2 separate regions of the Danio rerio genome follow, and region 2 is linked to region 1. A link is a contact called in public Hi-C data. All regions are on one chromosome and are shown on one strand. The core of a region is the stretch at or near the end of the contact, and the rest is flanking DNA. Distances in the headings are between cores, read along the strand shown.

Region 1 (5,687 bases), core at 2,226-4,725:
CTCATTTCTAATAACTGACTTAATTTATCTTTGCCATGATGACAGTACATTTACTGTTAAAAATTACTAGATGTTTTTACTAGATGTTTGTATTCTATACAGATTACAGTGACATTTACAGGCTTTACTAGATCAATTAAGTTAACTAGGCAGGTTAGGGTAATTAGGTTTGTTCTGTAGACTATCGAAAAAAAAAAAAAACTTACAGGGGCTAATAATATTGACCTTAAAATGGTTTATAAAAAATTTAAACTGCATTTAACTTAGCTGAAATAAAACAAGTAAGACTTTCTCCGAAATAAAAAATATTATCAGACATACTGTGAAAATGTCCTTGTTCTGTTAAACATAATTTGGGAAATATTTAAAAAGAAAAAAAAATTCAAAGGGTGGCTTGTAATTCTAACTTCAACTGAATAAAAATATAATCATCAAAGGGTGCTGCATATTGGATAATCTTGGCAAAGACCTGCGAATTATTACATTTTGTCACTTCAAAACCACAGGGAGACAGTTTTAGTTTTTTATTAACATTTTACTTTAAGATTTATTTGTTAATGTTAGTTAACTATATTTTAACATAAAATTAAGACAAAATCATTTACCAATGCTAATTTCAACATTTACTTGCAAATACTCAAAATTCATTATTTGTATTTTTTTTTTACATAAAATAACATTGAGATATACGGGCGACATGCTGGCTCATTGGTTAGCCCTGTCTCCTCACAGCAAAAAGATCGCTGGTTTAAATCCTGGCTGGGTCAGTTGGCATTTCTGTGTGGAGTTTGCATATTCTCCACATGTTGGTGTGGGTTTCCTTTGTGTGCTCTGGTTTCCCCCATAGTCCAAAGACAGGTGGTACAGATGGATTTAGTAAACTAAATTCGCCATAGTGTATGTGTATGAATTAGTGTGTGTTTTCCAGTACTGGGTTGCAGCTGGAAGGGCATCCGCTGTGTAAAACATGCTGGATAAGTGGCCGATTCATTTCGCTGTAGCAAGTAGGAACCCCAAATGAATAAAGGGACTAAGTCGAAGGAAAATGAATGAATGACTGTTATATATACTACATACATACCTACACACACACACACACACACACACACACATATATATATATATATATATATATATATATATATATATATACATATATATATATATATATATTATAGTTGCAAGAAAAGGTATGTGAATCCTTTGGAATTACTTAGATTTCTGCAGAAATTTGAATAGAATGTGTTTTAATCTGCATCTACGTTGCAAAATAAAAAAGTGCTTTTTATTGAACACAACATGAAACATTTACAATGCATGGTGGAAAACCCTTGAATACAATGCTTGGTATGGGAACCCTTGGCTAATGACTTCAAGAGCTAATTATGAATTAGAGATAATTTAAACTAATTTCCTAATTTCAGCATTTACTAACACATAATCAAAATTAGCATTTTGTTGTATCATTTATAAGTTCTGAGCTAACATGAAATAACATTCCAGGGTTATATATATATCAAAGGAAATACTCTCTGAAAATTAATACAAACCCAATAAATGGTTAAAAAGGTGTGGTACATTATTAATTGCTGTCTTTAAAACGTAAAGGGATAGTTCAACCAAAAATTTAAATTCGGTCAACATTTACTTACATTTGCCCCTTTACTTGATCTAAACATTTATTATTCTGTTGAACACAAAAGAACATAGATTTAAAAAAATTAAAACCTATTCTGAATAAGTTGGCGGTTCATTCCACTGTGGCGACCCCAGATTAATAAAGGGCCCAAGCCGACAAGAAAATGAATGAATGAACCACTTACTTTTTCTACTGTAGTAGTCAGTGGTTACAGATTTTCAGCATTCTTCAAAATATCTTCTTTTGTGTTCAACAGAATAAAGAAATCTCATACATTTTTAAAACCACTTGAGGGTAAATAAATATTGAGTAAATAATATCTTACCCTTTAATATCTTATACCCTTTAAAATAAAAAATGGTGTTTAAACACCATCTTTTGTCTTTTTTCTACTAACAACATTCATTATATCCCTGTAAACTTTTTATTTTGTGAACTGAACATTTTTCAGCCTCTCACACGGTATGTGTCGTCTTTGACACCTTCCCTGTTCACATAAACTATAAAGTCAGCAGGCAAGTGCAGCTGCAAACACATCTCTTGTTTTACCATGTGTCTACCTGTTAACTCCAGAGACGAAGGTGTGAAGAACTCTTTCTAAAGCGATAAATCCCACACCCCCCACTAAACATAACAACAAGCAGGATTTGGATTTCAACCACAGGCACTTAGGCCAGTGAATAGAACCGTCTGGCCTATTGTGAAATTGCTTGTGGTTGAAGTTGTATGAATAAGTACTTGTGTGTTGTTCAGTCTGGTAAACGATTTCTGAACTCCTAAAGTGCTGATCTGTCTAGCTGTTATGCAGGTCCAACAACAAACTTCTGAAATGGCTTGTGCATGTGAACCCACATGGTCAATAAAAAAAATCTGTACCAGAACTGAACCAAATTTAATGACTGCGCATACATAGAGTCACCACCAGATGTCTGCAAAAACTAAAGTTAGATCAGATCATCAGTTTTATGAATGACAATAACAGGCAAGACAACATGAGACTAGACACAGAAATGGGATACTTTGAATGTAACACATAACAAAAAAAAAAAAAAAAAAAAAAGATATGTTAAAAAAAAGTTAGGTTGCATAAGATTGTTTTTATATATATTTTGTTTTCTTGTTTCTGTTAACAATTTCCTTTAATCTAAAGTAACTTACTGGCTTATATATATATATATATATATATATATATATATATATATATATATATATATATATATATATATATATATATATATATATATATATATATATATATATATATATTATTTTATTTTATTTATTTTTTTATGTAACGTCTTTTAATATTTATGTGCTTTTGAGTTTACTGATTCTTCCTGTCAAATTCTCTCTTAACATTTCATTCATCATGAAACAAAGTATAATTTTTTAATCTAGTTGCCTATATACTTTTAACAAATATGCGGACACATTCATTTATGTGGACATGACGGGGGTCTTTTTGTGTTGTAATGCGACTTTTTATATAGGCTACCATATTGCATTACACTTAGCACCTTTACTGTAAGTAACATTATTAGCCTATTGCTGGTAAAATAATTGTCATCACAAAATGAACGCAAGATAAACAAGGATAGAGTTATGTTTAAAAATAAAGCAGCACTCATGTGCATGTGTCATCGTAGCTGTTTACAAACACATACTTCAGGGGGGGAATGACGCCAGTCCGTGAAACCCACCCGGAGGGCTAAAACGGGCGTGAGCGCCTCATTGGCGGTGGCGTTTCCCCACGTCCGACACGCCTCCGTCAGTCACCGCCTCCTCCCGGAGCCGGGTAATATTTAAAACAACCCCACACACCGCAGTGTGTGCGCTAAAGAGCTCAGACACGGACACGGTGTGAATTTAACAAGGAAAAGCAGAAGGAGTTTTATATTATATCGGATATTTCCTAATTGGACACTAACGGAGTATAGAAATGAAGTCTCCAAAGATGAAGTCACAGAGCAAATGTAAGTATTTAAAAGTACGTATTAGCCTACTGTTAGGATGTATAGCCTATTAAATTATATAGGTAGGTGTGATATAATCTTAAGAGGTAGTTTATCAAAAATGTAAAATTCTTTCAACATTTACTCACTCTACTTGTTTTAAACCTCTATTAGTTTCGTTCTCCTGTTGAACACCAAACAATATATTTTGAAGAATGCTGAAAACCTGTAACTATTTACTTCCATTGTATTTGATTGTTTTGTAGTCGATGCTTACAGGAATTCATCTTTTTTTCAATAAAAAAAACGCAACTCATAAAAGTTTATAGATTAACACTTCAAGGTGTGTTCATTGTGAGTTCATATTTGAGTGAACTATCCCTTAAATTATGATTTTTTCCTCGACTATAACAACTTTTGCGTGTATTATCCAGCATTTCTCGAGGATGATGACGACCTCAACGCCGTATTGTGTGAATTCGACGCTGTCATTGAGGATTTCACGTCCCCCGTGGAGAAGAGACACTTCAGATACGACGAGCATTTGAAAACTATGAAGAGACGGAGCAGCGCGAGCGTCAGTGACAGCGGCATCAGCGACTCTGAGAGTAAGTAATTAATTATGCAGACAAAAGTAGAGTCTGTGTTAGCTATTTTTGCAGAATGGCTGATAGAAGTGCACGTGCTCGTGTCTTGAGGTCATTGTCTTCGCGTCAAGACTTTAAGCTCTGCAGCCTCAGGAGTTACAGTGCATAATCTTATCTATCTAAGATAATCTGAGCCCACACACACAAGAACAAAGGACACGTTTCGTTAAATGTCTTTTGAAAGACCTTGAAACTTAAAGACTTATTATATTTAGTTTTTAATGATTATTTGTTATAATTAAAAATACAATAATGATTTATTGTAAATACTGGTGTTTTTGAAACCATTTTTTTATGAACTATGCCTAGTTTACTGTAGTTAACCGATAAGCTCAGCTTCTACTACAGTAATCTGTGGTATATTGTAGTGTAACATACCACATAGTTGTAGAAAATTACAGATAATTTGTTTATATTACTATAGTTGTTGTATTACCATTTACCAAGGTTAAATCAAGTACTTAACTAAAGTATGGTTCAAAAACAGTATAGTATTTTTTCATGTGGGGTCAGTCAGCAAATATTGGTCTATTCATTGTCCTGGCAGATATTCTGTCATTAGTTTGCCTTGTAATAGCTGTTAGGGGGTACTAGTTCATGTTTATACTGTCAATCCTAAAATTGGAGATTGTCCCAGTGTGGAGCAGATGAGAGTTCAGTCAGGCTCTGCCAAACACCCAGAGACAGACTGGATCTGAGCGCAGCATGAAGATCTAAAACTCCAGCCACAAAGAACAAGAGCCTTACTTTTGTGGAGACTTTAGGCTATCGGTTTCAAGTTAAACACTGCCCTTTTTTAAAGCCTGAAATCATATTTGAACCTCTTTGTGTGTGGAAGTACTGAGAGAATATATCCAGAATCTAAAGATGCAGGAATTTGAAGACATCAAGAATGATGAATATGCAAAAAAAAAAAAGAAAAAAAAAAAGAATAGTTTGAGAGCAAGTTTGTTCTAGAAGTATTCTTGTGTTTATTTGGTTTAGCAGCTATACAGTGTTTACTTTACCCCACCCTTTTCCTTCTGGAACAAACAGGGAATGTTACACACTGGGTTTGGATAAAAAAGCATCCTTTTTACAATCACTGGATTAGTGATGCATGTTGGTTTCAATCAATTCAGTGATGCTTTTATTAGGCACATGTGCCATTGATCTTGATCAGTGGTCACAAGTGCTTCTGCTTCAGGATTTCACATGCACTGTAAAACCCAACAGTCAACTTTATCAAATGAAATGAGTGTAGTTAACTCAAAACTTTCTGAAAGTTAATTCTACTTATTTGAAAAGAGTTGTGTTGAAAGTAATGAGTTAATTAAATACCCCATTACTTCAACTTAAACGAAGTAAGTTCACAGTAATCATCTAGGTTATTTTTTTTAACTAAAATGGTTTGTAGCAATCTCAAATGGTTTGAGGAAACCAATTGCAACAAACCATTTAAGTTCAAAA
Region 2 (5,968 bases), core at 2,171-4,670, 210 kb after region 1:
ACACACACACACACACACACACACACACACACACACACACACACACACACACACACACACACACACTCTCTCTCTCTCTCTCTCTCTCTCTCTACTCTATATCAAAAACATAAACTAAGATATTTTGCACTGCAACTGATTGTAGGTCTTCCAAACAGATAAACCACCAACAATCCATAATTATATCATGTCATGGCTTTGCAATTAAAATTGTCATTATAAAGGAAGTCAATGGAGTCAAATTGAAAGTCAAAAACAGTCATAACCATAAAAGAGAGAGAGTAAATTCGCCAGAGTTTTTTTTTTTACAATTATATTTGCATTAAAATATGCTTCAAAATAAGATTCGTCACCAAAAATCATTCTATTTGCTAAAACACAGAGGGCTCTATTTTGACGGTCCATGCGCAGAGCGCAAAGCGCAGGGCGCAAACGCTTTCAGGGCATGTCAGAACGCATTTTTGCTAATTTAAGGACGGGAAAACCTGCTTTGCGCCATGGCGCATGGTCTAAAAGGGTTGAGTTTGTTTTGTTAATGAGTTATAGGTGTGTTTTGAGAATAAACCAATTAGAGTCTTATCTCCCATTCCCTTTAAGAGTCAGGTGCGTCATGCCATAAGCGCATTCGCTATTTACAGGAAGTCGAAGTGGAAAAACTGAGCATTTCACTAGCAAACAGTTAACAGTTAACAGTTTTTTTTAACAGAAAACTGTTAAACAGAGCATCTACTGTGTGAGAATGAGAGATAATGGATCACTTTCACTTTCACTCTAGGATAGGGAAACCTTTATGCACAGACATCAATTAGTCTATAAATAATTAATTGTGTTTGTTAAGCGCAAATACTCGTTTCAAAACTATTTCTAAATTCAGTTCTAATTTCCAGCAAACGAATAAATGAACCATAATAACGAAGTGTGCTCGAAAACCTGAGTTATTTCCTAAAACACATGATGTGCCCCTTATGGTCTAAAACCTGACAGGTGGGCAAATCTAAGCTTGTTTTTAATAAAACAAATATAAATATGGATATAATAAATAATACTGCTAATAATAATAACATTATACAAAAGGCAAATTGTTATAAATGAACTGAAAAAGCCTTCCGAGATGAAGAAGACATAAAAGCAGTGGTTTTTCATATTTATGTAGGCTAGAAAATAATATGTTTTGTAATATTTTAATCCTTTATATTTATATCCTATATCTATTCTTATTATATCTTATATATATATATCTGTAATATTTAAATTTTTTCAGATGTAAAGATATTTGCTCATTGCTCTCTTGTGTGTATTAAGCAGTGTGTAAGCGAGGAGCAACTCTGCACCGGAGTTTAGACCGGGTTTGTTTTGGTCAAATGAAAAATCTATTTTAGTTTCTCAAAATAGCAACGCCCCAACAGTGCGCCTTAGAACGCCTTCCTTTTTACACCAGAATGCCTATGGGCGCACATATGAGCGCTAATGCATTTGCTATTTAAACAGCGTAGCGCAACGCCTCAAAATGACTCTTGCGCCAAGCTGAAACTAGCAAAAGACTATTGCGCCGCGCCTTGCGCCACATTGCGCCGGGTGTATGATAGGGCCCAGAGAAAGTTAGAAAGTTGTGGCCAAATTAACACTCAACAGCACCCCAAAGTGGATAAAAAATGTTCTCAACATAACGTGACCACTGCGATATCACTAGCGCTTACCACCAGCGTTTCTAGACATTCACGCCCAAGCGATTTTTAGATGTGAGCTAAGTGAACATGCAAAAACACTCCCTGACATAAGATAAAGCTTAATCACATTGACATTTAAGCATTCAGCAAATGCTTTTATCCAAAGCAACTCACACTAGTGAGTGTCAGCACACTACTGACTCACACCCTGCCAGTGCCGGAACTCAAACCTGCAACCTTTGGATCACAACTCCAATACTCTAACCATTAGGCCACATTTTATCACAACTTTCCACTGTTTAAACTCACCCAGACATCAGATTAATAGTTTGCGAGAATAAAGGCATGAAAGAAAATTCAGTTTTGTGCTTGTGTGCTACTACAGTTAGTCATGTTTTACACTAAATTAAGCAGCTCAAGGCACATGAACAAAATGGGCAATCTCATTGGTTGGGCAGTTTTTAAATTGGTGTGTCAAACTAAAAAACAAGGCCAAAGCATTTTTTAAATTTTGGGGCATTTTGCATGTTGGAGGCCATGGGAATGGAGCAAGACCAGTGGATTGAGTGTCTCAAGTCCCACAGAGGAGCTCCTGATGGATATTTTTGTTTTGTGTTTATTTTATGATTAAAGTTGGTGAATGTTCAACAATTTCAGTAGCAGTGCATGCATTACAGATGTAAATAAAAAAACTGAAACTCAACACAAAACATAGAAACCTAATGCTTACTTGTTTTACCTATTATTGCAAAACAATAAGTATAAATGCTAAAAATGACATCGGCTACATGCAGGGGATAAACCACGGGGTATGCCAATCACTTGACGCAGAAGAATAAATTGGGCTTAAGCCTTGTAGCAACTATCACAACTGTTTATTCTGACATTAACAGCGAACATTCAACATACAAGAAATAGCGTATGTTTGTAATTTAAGCAACCTTGCCTTTAGGTAAAGCATGTAAACAGCACTTTTGGATGAATTTAATCAGATTAAGGTCATAATTGAACTAAACAGAAATCGGATTAAGACGTGGAGTATGCCGATTTTAGTCGCATTATTGAAGTGCAGTATCAAACTATTACTGTAGTGTAGGAAATTTTACCGCATTTTGTGACAAGATAGTCTCTATACACACGCAGCTGTTTTGACACTATTCTCTGCACCTACTGAATCAGTGAAGGACCACAAACACACACCGTGAAATGGAGAGTTTTTTTCCCCATACAGCATGTGGTTTAAAATTCCATTAAAACAACACTTTTCAGCAGTTTATACTGGCATCCGATATCTCGTTTGTCATGAAGGCATGCATGAAATGTTCCTGAATGTAAGTGAAAGTGCCAAACTGCAGTTAAAGACGTGGATAGCGCGGTGACGCAATGATGTTATTCGTATTATGTGCTGTAACATTTAACATAGGATCATGAAAGGAACATTCAAAAAGTAAACAGCTTAATCATATTATTGTCTTATTCAGATTAAGGCAAATAATTTGATTACGGAAGTCCATGCAAACGTAGTCAATGCACAAAATCATCATTAAACTTTTCACTACACTAGAACACTAGAAAACAATACCAAGAAAAGATGGGTGAAGGGTGTGCAGGACATAAAGTATCACATTTGCACATTGGTGTAATGAAGAAAACATGTTTGTTTGTACGTGAAGGGCGGATCCAAGACTTTGCTCTGTGGCCGTTAAGGAAAAACCCAGAGCAACAGTATGATAACACTGTCTTGAGCTTCGTGATAAACCTTCATCTTACAGTGCTAGGAATAAAATATGCTTTTTTTCTATTTGCAAACTGTATCTCTCTCTCCTTCAGTGGGGCGACCACAGAACACTCTCACATGAGTGATATTCAACTGAACAAACTCACACATGCTATTCAGAAAGCTGCACTGAAAGGTCAACAACCTGACCATTTGGGCAAATATTTGATTCTAAAATAAGGAGGCTCAAAGAGAGCCAGAAAGGTGCAGAATGATCCAATGGTCAAGAGGCTCTTTGTGTACCTGTATAGAAGAACAGGAAGTGTTTGAACACTTAGAAAGACACACTACAGGCCACATACAGGGACTGTTTGTTAAAAGGTTTACATATTAACATTTTTTTAATGCCAACAAGTGAACGGATATACTATGTGCCTCACAAACTGTATACTAGAGAAGCATGTGAATTCAGGCGCATCAACTGACAACTTCCTTGTCTTTGAAAGCCTTTAGCTCGATTTTACGTGCAGAATTCTGGAAAATTAAAAACAATGTGTTCCGAAAGCCTCTCTCTCATTCTATATTTTTGTTTCAATCAAAAGATGCAAATTAAAATTATGGGTAAAAGAGGAATATCGCAAAAAATATTTTAAAAATAAAGTACCGTTTCCATACAATGAGTCACAGAGAACAAAATCGTCACTTCCTGAGCGCCAAATACCTGTGGTAGGAAAAGACGAAGACAAAAAGGCAATGAATGTGTGGTGGCTTTTGGAGGCTTGAGACCAGTCTTTAGGAGCACAATAAAATGGAACCACTTTGATGACAAACTTTTGCTAAGGGATTTAAGAATGACCAAAACAACATTTCAGATGTGGTGCAATGTGCCTGATCTGCTGGTTTGTCCATTAATGTCATGTCTATTTCTGTTCTCACATAATCTGTTTAAACAAAATCACATGACTTTTTAAATTTAATTGGATGTGCTTTGTAAACTTTAAATTAAAGCTAATTCTGAAGATTGTATTTGTAATTATTTGAACTCATACAGTATACTCTCAAAATCATTTTGCATAATTCTGCAGATTTTTCAAAATGTTGTACAAAGAATAGGCAAAAAGTCTGATTCTGACATAATAAAAATCGCATTTTCAAATTAATTTCTATTTATTTTTAAATGCAAGAATTAAAAGTAAATATATACTATTAATTTGACTTCAACATCAAACATGCATTCATTACTCTGGGATTAGTAAGAATGGTAGTCAGCTTGTATGCAAATAAAAGGCTAATTAATTAAATCAAAGAAATGTAATATTATTTAAACATTTGAAGGCTAATATATATATATATATATATATATATATATATATATATATATATATATATATATATATATATATATATATATATATATTTAAAGAAATCAGAGAACTGCAAAAATCTGAATGCAAAATTACTGAAATATTCTTTCTTTTCTATTTTAATTAACAATTGTTGAGCTGTCAGAGGGGATTTTCTGATATTTGGGATTACCTTGGGAATTAACGGAGATCCCAGCAAGGCATCAATGATGATACATGACCAAATTCTTCGACATTTGAAATATGATTTTACAGTTACAGAATTCACAGTTACAAAGAGAGAGAGAGAGAAAGAAAAGAAACAAAGTATTATTCAATAAATCATCTATACTTTATTGCTGTTGTAAGAATCATAAATAATCATGTTGTGAGAATCATATATAATTACATATATAATATCCTTATAATATATAATTACAAGTTCAGGATTTTTCAAATCCAATTATGTAATCCAAATTATGTAATCCAAACTACTACTCAGCACTGCCTTGAATGAGAGATAAATGTGATTATTTTCTCTGACTGGCTGTAGAGTATTTACTCCACAATAAAGATTATCTGTGTTTCACACAGTGGAATATTGGAGCCATGCCCTGAGGAAACTCCCACTGAAAATACTCAGCAATATTAACATGTTTTTCCAAGCAAGAAAAGCAAGCTCTGAAAAATCCAAATGACTGCTATATAATACATATTTTGTTTTTACTTTACATGCTTTTATTCCTAAGCATGTAGTGTGTGTATGATCACTGTCAGTAAAACTGCAGACAACTGATCTTGTAGTTATGCAATACTCAAAATAGAAGCAAAATCTGCCAAGAATTGATAGAAGTTATATATCTGCACAAAGCTATAGTTACATAAAACGTGATATTTGCTGGATATAAAGCTATTATCTCCTTAATTGTTTATTTCACAATGCCAAAAATCTTATTAGCCGTTTCAGAACCGCCATAAAAAAATAAACAGGATGCTAAAACATATATAGTATGAGTCTGCCATCATGTGGTAAAAAATAGACCTACAATTTTTAAAACTGTCAAAGTACCATCTTGATGGACACTGGTAGCAACAGCTTATAGAGAGTTATTCAATTTGAGAAAGTTGTATGGTAGTGTGTAGTTTTCTCAGCCGAGGATACAATAGAATAAAACAATTAAAGTGTCTTCATAAAAGTTTCTTAAAAACACTTGACATAAAAAAATAGTAATTTCCACAGC

What was found. Hi-C and Micro-C count contacts between places; a contact is called where the count stands out from the background.
Region 2: a Hi-C map of skeletal muscle shows a contact between it and region 1, with 6 times the contacts expected there. The contact joins the enhancer-like site here to the promoter of rgcc in region 1. A contact is called at or near these places in 9 of 18 Hi-C or Micro-C datasets (caudal fin, embryo, fibroblasts and 3 more) and 2 of 4 datasets of contacts at active chromatin or transcription factors (caudal fin and embryo).

Annotation. Positions count from the first base shown.
Region 1 is chr9:19,055,822-19,061,508 of GRCz12tu, forward strand. It overlaps rgcc (regulator of cell cycle), which reads left to right and starts at 3,476. Exons shown (of 5, transcript NM_001002190.2): 1 at 3,476-3,612; 2 at 4,026-4,199. The coding sequence starts at 3,579.
Region 2 is chr9:19,266,906-19,272,873 of GRCz12tu, forward strand. All of the region lies in intron 37 of vwa8 (von Willebrand factor A domain containing 8), which reads right to left. Among named protein-coding and RNA genes, the nearest start is that of vwa8, 150 kb to the right of the region's middle. Within about 2 kb of position 3,421, at least 8 of the 62 cell types and tissues checked have an H3K27ac peak or open chromatin away from gene starts, as enhancers often do. A contact at or near this core is called in skeletal muscle, where this site is marked.